Linked DNA regions of Mus musculus: region 1 is linked to region 2. Evidence: chromatin contacts called from public HiChIP or PLAC-seq data. All regions are on one chromosome and are shown on one strand. Each heading gives the region's core, a stretch centred on a gene start, on an enhancer-like site or on the middle of the called end of the contact. The rest is flanking DNA. Distances are from core to core; before and after follow the strand shown. Region 1 holds the start of Ms4a6d (membrane-spanning 4-domains, subfamily A, member 6D). Region 2 has its middle 15 kb from the start of AW112010.

Region 1 (2,700 bases), core at 112-2,611, 540 kb after region 2:
TAAAATCCCAAACCTTAGATTCAGAAGGATTTTTTTTTTCTGCTTGAGATAGAGGGTTGTTTTTAGACAATGAATATATACATAACATGACAACTCCCACTGATCCCAGTGAACAGAGCCAAATGTTTACATAAAACTTGTAGATTGGAACTGTTGAAATGACTCAGCAAATAAAGGCATTTGACTTCAAGCCTGAAGGTCTGAGTTCGATCTGCTGGACCCATGTAGCAGGAGAGATTCATTGCAAGCTGTCTGTGACCTGCAGATTTGCCTTAACACACATTCACCTGCATGCATACACACATATACACACAAAGAGCTATAATAAAAAGACTTTCAAAATGTAGCATTAATTTCCTAGTTGCTATCATGTTTGAGTGCACTGTCCCTTATTCTGATGAGTTTTATCCTCAGGTTGTTCTACCAGTCTTGAGATATAATTAAAATTTGATCTTCAATCTTTTCCAATTTATGCTACTACTCAAACTACTGAGAGCTATTTGTTCATTGTTTGTCTCATAGTGTTATTTCCAGCATATTTCATCATAGTTTAGAACCCTCACAGTAATTCTATTTGTTAGTAATGTCATAATCAAAAAAGAATTTCAGAGGTAAATTTTGATTCATGTGTGAAAATAACACATGATTTTATAATGACATAGGCTTGATGCTAAATAGATATTTAAAGTTTTTGTTATTAACCAGTTGCCTACACACAGTTGGGTGCTGGATCCCAGCTGTCTCTGTCTCTGGTTCCTCACCCTATTTTCCCACCTGCCTGCGGCAGCCTGTGTCTAAGTCTCCTCAGTGTGGAGAAGCACCTGAATGCAGAGTGAGAAGCCCTGGAGTTGTAACCTGAGGTTCAAGATTAGAACTGTGCCCTTGTTAGGAAGAACCAAGTTGCCTGTGGAATTGGTTTCTGAGCTCAGTTTGCCTCTCTTTTCTGTTCCACTCTCAGACCTTAGACTGCCTAATTAGTGAATGGCTTAAAAGCCTTTGCAGGTACAAGAGCTCTGCTTTTGTTAATTACATGACCTTAGGACAGTGACCACCAAGATCATGGAACTAAAACCAGCCAGGACCGATATAAACCCAATACCCATTCCGTTTGCCCATTTAGTTCTGAAGTGTCCCAGTGTCTCTATTGCTTCCATAAGCACCAGCAATCTCTTACAGTGCAGTCCCAGAAATAGAGTGCTGTACAAAGGAATTTCTCTTCAGGGTTGCCTACCTGAGCCTGTGCGCCTTGTCACCCAGTCACTTCCAGCTGAGCTCTCAGAAACCCCAAGAGCTTTAACTATGGGTTTTCTCAGTCTGATCCTTGGTTCCTTCTTGTGAAGTTCTAACTGTCCCAGCCCTTCCTTCTTCTGTGCTCACTGCACAGGAAGTGGCGCTTACAGTCTGGACATGTGAATGTGCCTTTACTTCCTTTTTCATAGACTTCCAGTAACCAGGAAAATGACTAATTGGACCAGTTCTGGGAGACTTGTAGGTTACTTTTCCTTCCCATAAAATATCATCATGACAGCACTGACATTTTTATCACTGGTTTGAATTTTGTGTCTCTCTAATTATCCTAGATCTAGAATACACATTCAGTGGCAGAGCTGAACCTGCTGAGCATCTCAGAGACCCTAATTTCTGATCTGATCCTCAGTGTGCATTATGCTTACGTGTCTATTGGGTGCCAATGGACAGAGTGAACCAAGTTGTTATGAAAACTGACAAAGGTGTTCTTCTTCCGAGCTGGTTTGCGTCTGCGAAGGATAGCATTGCCTTCAGATCCTGACTTAGTGTCAGTGGAGTTCTGCACATTCCATCTTGGCCCACAATGATATGAGTATCACAAAACCAAGCAAAAACTTCCGTTCTTCCCAAACTTATGAGTCATGAAAGTTGTGGCAGAGATGGAACAAGGAAGATGAACAGAGTTAGACGTCATATTCCCCAAGGCCAGTGATCTTGTGGTGTTAAGTAGAATGTCAGTCAGAGTAGCTTTTCTCAGCTCTGTAACTACTCCATGCTAGAGGGATCATGCATGGGGTTAAAAACTAAAATCTACAGGTAAATAAATAATATGCTACATTTATAAAGGCTTTAATCAATGAACTTAACAAAATATTTAATGATTTCTGCAAAGCTCAAAAATCTAGATCACTATTAGAATACAACTAAGTTTTTCTTTGGTAGTTAGACAGTTACCAGGAAACACTTCCAATCAAAAAAGGGGGGGCAAAAATAGACATGAATACCCAATGGTCTCATGGGCACTGTTTTTTTTTCTTTTATTGATTCTTTGCAAATTTCACATCATGTACCACAGCCCCACTTACCTCCCCCTCCTCTGGTACCTGTCCTCCACCCTTGCCATCTCCCCCCAGCAAAGAAAAAAAAATCTCATTGTGGAAGCTGTAGTGTGTCACAGTGTATCCCACAGTATTCCCTTTTGTCTAAATTTATTTGCTTGAAAATATCTGTTGCAATGATTCTTGGTCTGGTATGAGACCTCTGACTTCTGCTATTCTATCAATACTGAAACCTCACTGGGACTCCTCTCAGATATCCTGTTGCCCTGTGTCATGGAGATCTTATAGCTTTGGATCTATAGGACCACTCCCTTCATACACTCCAGCTGTTCATCGATGAGGTAGATATTGGGGTGGGTCAATTCAAAGCCCTGAACCTGGGCCTGAGAAGTTT
Region 2 (2,700 bases), core at 113-2,612:
TGGGCCATAGAAATAACAATACTAAAAACCTGCCAGTATTTAGCTTTCTGCTGGTATAGAATTAACAATTGAATATACAGAGACATACCTTCACACAATGTACTCCAACAGGGATTACATTAAATCTGTAGATTGCTTTTTGTAAGATGGCCATTTTTACTATGGTAATCATATTAATCCATGAGCATGGGTGATCTTTCCATCTTTTGATATTGATAGCTTCTTCAATTTTTTTTTAAAGACTTAAAGTTCTTGTCATAAAGGTTTTTCATGGGCTGGAGAGATGGCTCAGTGGTTAAGAGCACCGACTACTCTTCCAGAGGTCCTGAGTTCAATTCTCAGCAACCACATGGTGGCTCACAACTGTCTGTAATGGGATCTGATACCCTCTTCTGGTATGTCCGAAGACAGTGACAGTGTACTCATATACATAAAATAAATAAATAAATAAATCTTGGGAAAAAAGAATATATTTTTTTAAAAAGGTTTTTTACTTGCTTCATTAGAATAATAACTCAAGATACTTTACTATTATTTTCTCTTTTCCCCCCTTTTAACATAGAATTTTTATTAGTTGGGAATTTCACGTCATGCACCCCAATCACACTAATTTCTTTCATGTCTAATCCCACCTTATGACCCCACCTTCAAAGAAAAACAAAGCAATGACAAAATGAAGTCCACTTTGTGTTATCTATCTACTCAATGGAGCATAGTCAAACTCTCAGTGGACTGGACCTTAAATAGAACTGAGTCTTTCCTCTTGTGCACCCCTGTAAAAAGCCATCAACAGTGGAGAACTAACTACTTCAGCATCTTTATGGCACTTTAAAAAAATTACTTTTATTTTTCTTACAGTCCATCTGTTGCCCCTCTCCTGGTCCCTCCTCCCCCAGTTCCTCATCCCATTCCTCCTCCTCCCTGTCTCCAAGAGGATGCCCTTCTCCCCCTGTCAGGCCTCCCCAGTCCCTGGGGCCTCAAGTTTATTGAGGGTTAGGTGAGTCTTCGAGTCTTCTCCCACTGAGGTCAGACCAGGCAGTCTTCTACTGTATATGTGTTGGGGGCCTTGGACCAGCTCGTCTATGCTGTCTGGTTGGTGGCTTAGTGTCTGAGAGATCTCAGGGGTCCGGGTTAATTGAGACTGCTGGTCTTCCTATGGGGTTACCCTCCCCCTGAGCTTCTTCCATCCTTTCTCTAATTCAACAACAGGGGTCCCCAACTTCAGTCCAATGGTTGGGTATAAGTATCTGCATCTGTCTCAGTCAGCTGCTTGTTGGGCCTCTCAGAGGACAGACATGCTAGGCTCCTGTCTGTACACCATAGTATACCTTTTAAGACTTCTCTTCAGTGGTTTCCTGTTTAGGCTGCTTTTTTTTGGGTTGTGGGTAGGGTATTGGCGGTTACAGAAGCCTTCCATCTTCCTCTTTCTCAACTATGTGTCTGCAATTATTGATATCATTGCAAAAGTAGCTTCCTTGTTCTTTACAGTTAGTGGGAGTACAGATCATGGGCTTCTACATGGTTTCTAGTGACAACATATACCACGAACATGGCCCCAGGCTATAGCTGGCTCATACTCAGACAAGGCCCTTGGAAGCATCCCAACTATGGACATTACCATGGCCTCAGGGGGCAGCACAGGCTATGCATCTATGGCTTCACAGTGGCATGATCCATTGACACCAACAGGACTTTAGGGGGCAGCTCAGACCAGGATTTTGTCAAAGACTTTTTTTCAGAATCTAATGAGATGATCATGTGATTTTTTTTCTTTCAGTTTGTCTATGTGTTGACAGATTTCTATATGCTGAACCACCCCCACATCTCTGGGATGAAGCCTACATAATTATGATGTATGTTTTTGATGTGCTCTTGGCTTTGATTTGCAAGTATTTTATTGAATGTTTTTGCATCAAAGCTCATGAAGGAAATTGGTCTGTAATATTCTTTCTTTGTTGAGTCTTTGTGTAGTTTGGTGATTGTGGCCACATAAAATGAATTTGGTAATGTTCCTTCTGTTTCTAAATAATTTGAGGAGTATTGGTGTTAGCTCTTTTTTGAAACTGATAGAATTCTGCACTAAAACCATTTGCCCCTGTTTTCCTGTTTTTGTTTTTGTTTTGGTGGGTGGTTTGGGAGAATTTCTTTTTTCTTTTTCCAGAGCTGAGGATCTAACCCAGGGCCTTGTGCTTGCTAGGCAAGTGCTCTACCACTGAGCTAAATCCCCAACCCCGGGTTGGGAGAATTTTAATGACTGCTTCTTATCTCCTTAAGGGTTATAAGTCTATTTAAATTGTTTGCCTGATTTTGATTTAACTCTGGCAAGTGGTATCTATCAGGGAAACTGTACATTTCTTTTAGGTTTCCCAATTTTGTGGAGTACAAGTTTTTGAAGTATGACCAACTGATTATTTGGAGTTCCTTGGTGTCTGTTATGTCAATCTTTTCACTTCTGATTTTGTTAATTTGGATATTCTCTTTCTGCCTTTTAGTTAGTTTGGATAAGGATTTTTCTATCTTGTTGATATTCTCGAAGAACCAGCTGTTTGTTTCATTGATTCTTTGTATTGTTCTCTTTATTTCTATTCTATTGATTTCAGCCCTGAGTTTGATTATTTCCTGCCATCTACTCTTCTTGTATGTGTTTACTTCTTTTTGTTCAAGGGATTTCAGATGTGATGTTAAGTTGCTAGTACAAGA

Evidence for each region. HiChIP or PLAC-seq counts read pairs in DNA pulled down with a chosen protein or histone mark.
Region 1: an H3K4me3 HiChIP or PLAC-seq map of bone marrow-derived macrophages shows a contact between it and region 2, with 4 times the contacts expected there. The contact joins the promoter of Ms4a6d here to the enhancer-like site in region 2. A contact is called at or near these places in 16 of 39 promoter capture datasets (the 3T3-L1 cell line, 3T3-L1-derived adipocytes, cranial neural crest and 10 more), 3 of 15 datasets of contacts at CTCF or cohesin (large pre-B cells, pro-B cells and stem cell-derived epiblast-like cells), 3 of 484 Hi-C or Micro-C datasets (B cells, bone marrow-derived dendritic cells and embryonic fibroblasts), 6 of 115 datasets of contacts at active chromatin or transcription factors (CD8 T cells, bone marrow-derived macrophages, effector CD8 T cells and 2 more) and 2 of 9 other capture datasets (adipose tissue and liver).

Annotation. Positions count from the first base shown.
Region 1 is chr19:11,603,443-11,606,142 of GRCm38.p6, forward strand. Ms4a6d (membrane-spanning 4-domains, subfamily A, member 6D) reads right to left here and starts at 1,362. Exons shown (of 7, transcript NM_026835.2): 1 at 1,232-1,362.
Region 2 is chr19:11,063,984-11,066,683 of GRCm38.p6, forward strand. No RefSeq gene overlaps it. Among named protein-coding and RNA genes, the nearest start is that of AW112010, 15 kb to the left of the region's middle. Within about 2 kb of position 1,363, at least 56 of the 459 cell types and tissues checked have an H3K27ac peak or open chromatin away from gene starts, as enhancers often do. A contact at or near this core is called in B cells, CD8 T cells, bone marrow-derived macrophages and 3 more, where this site is marked.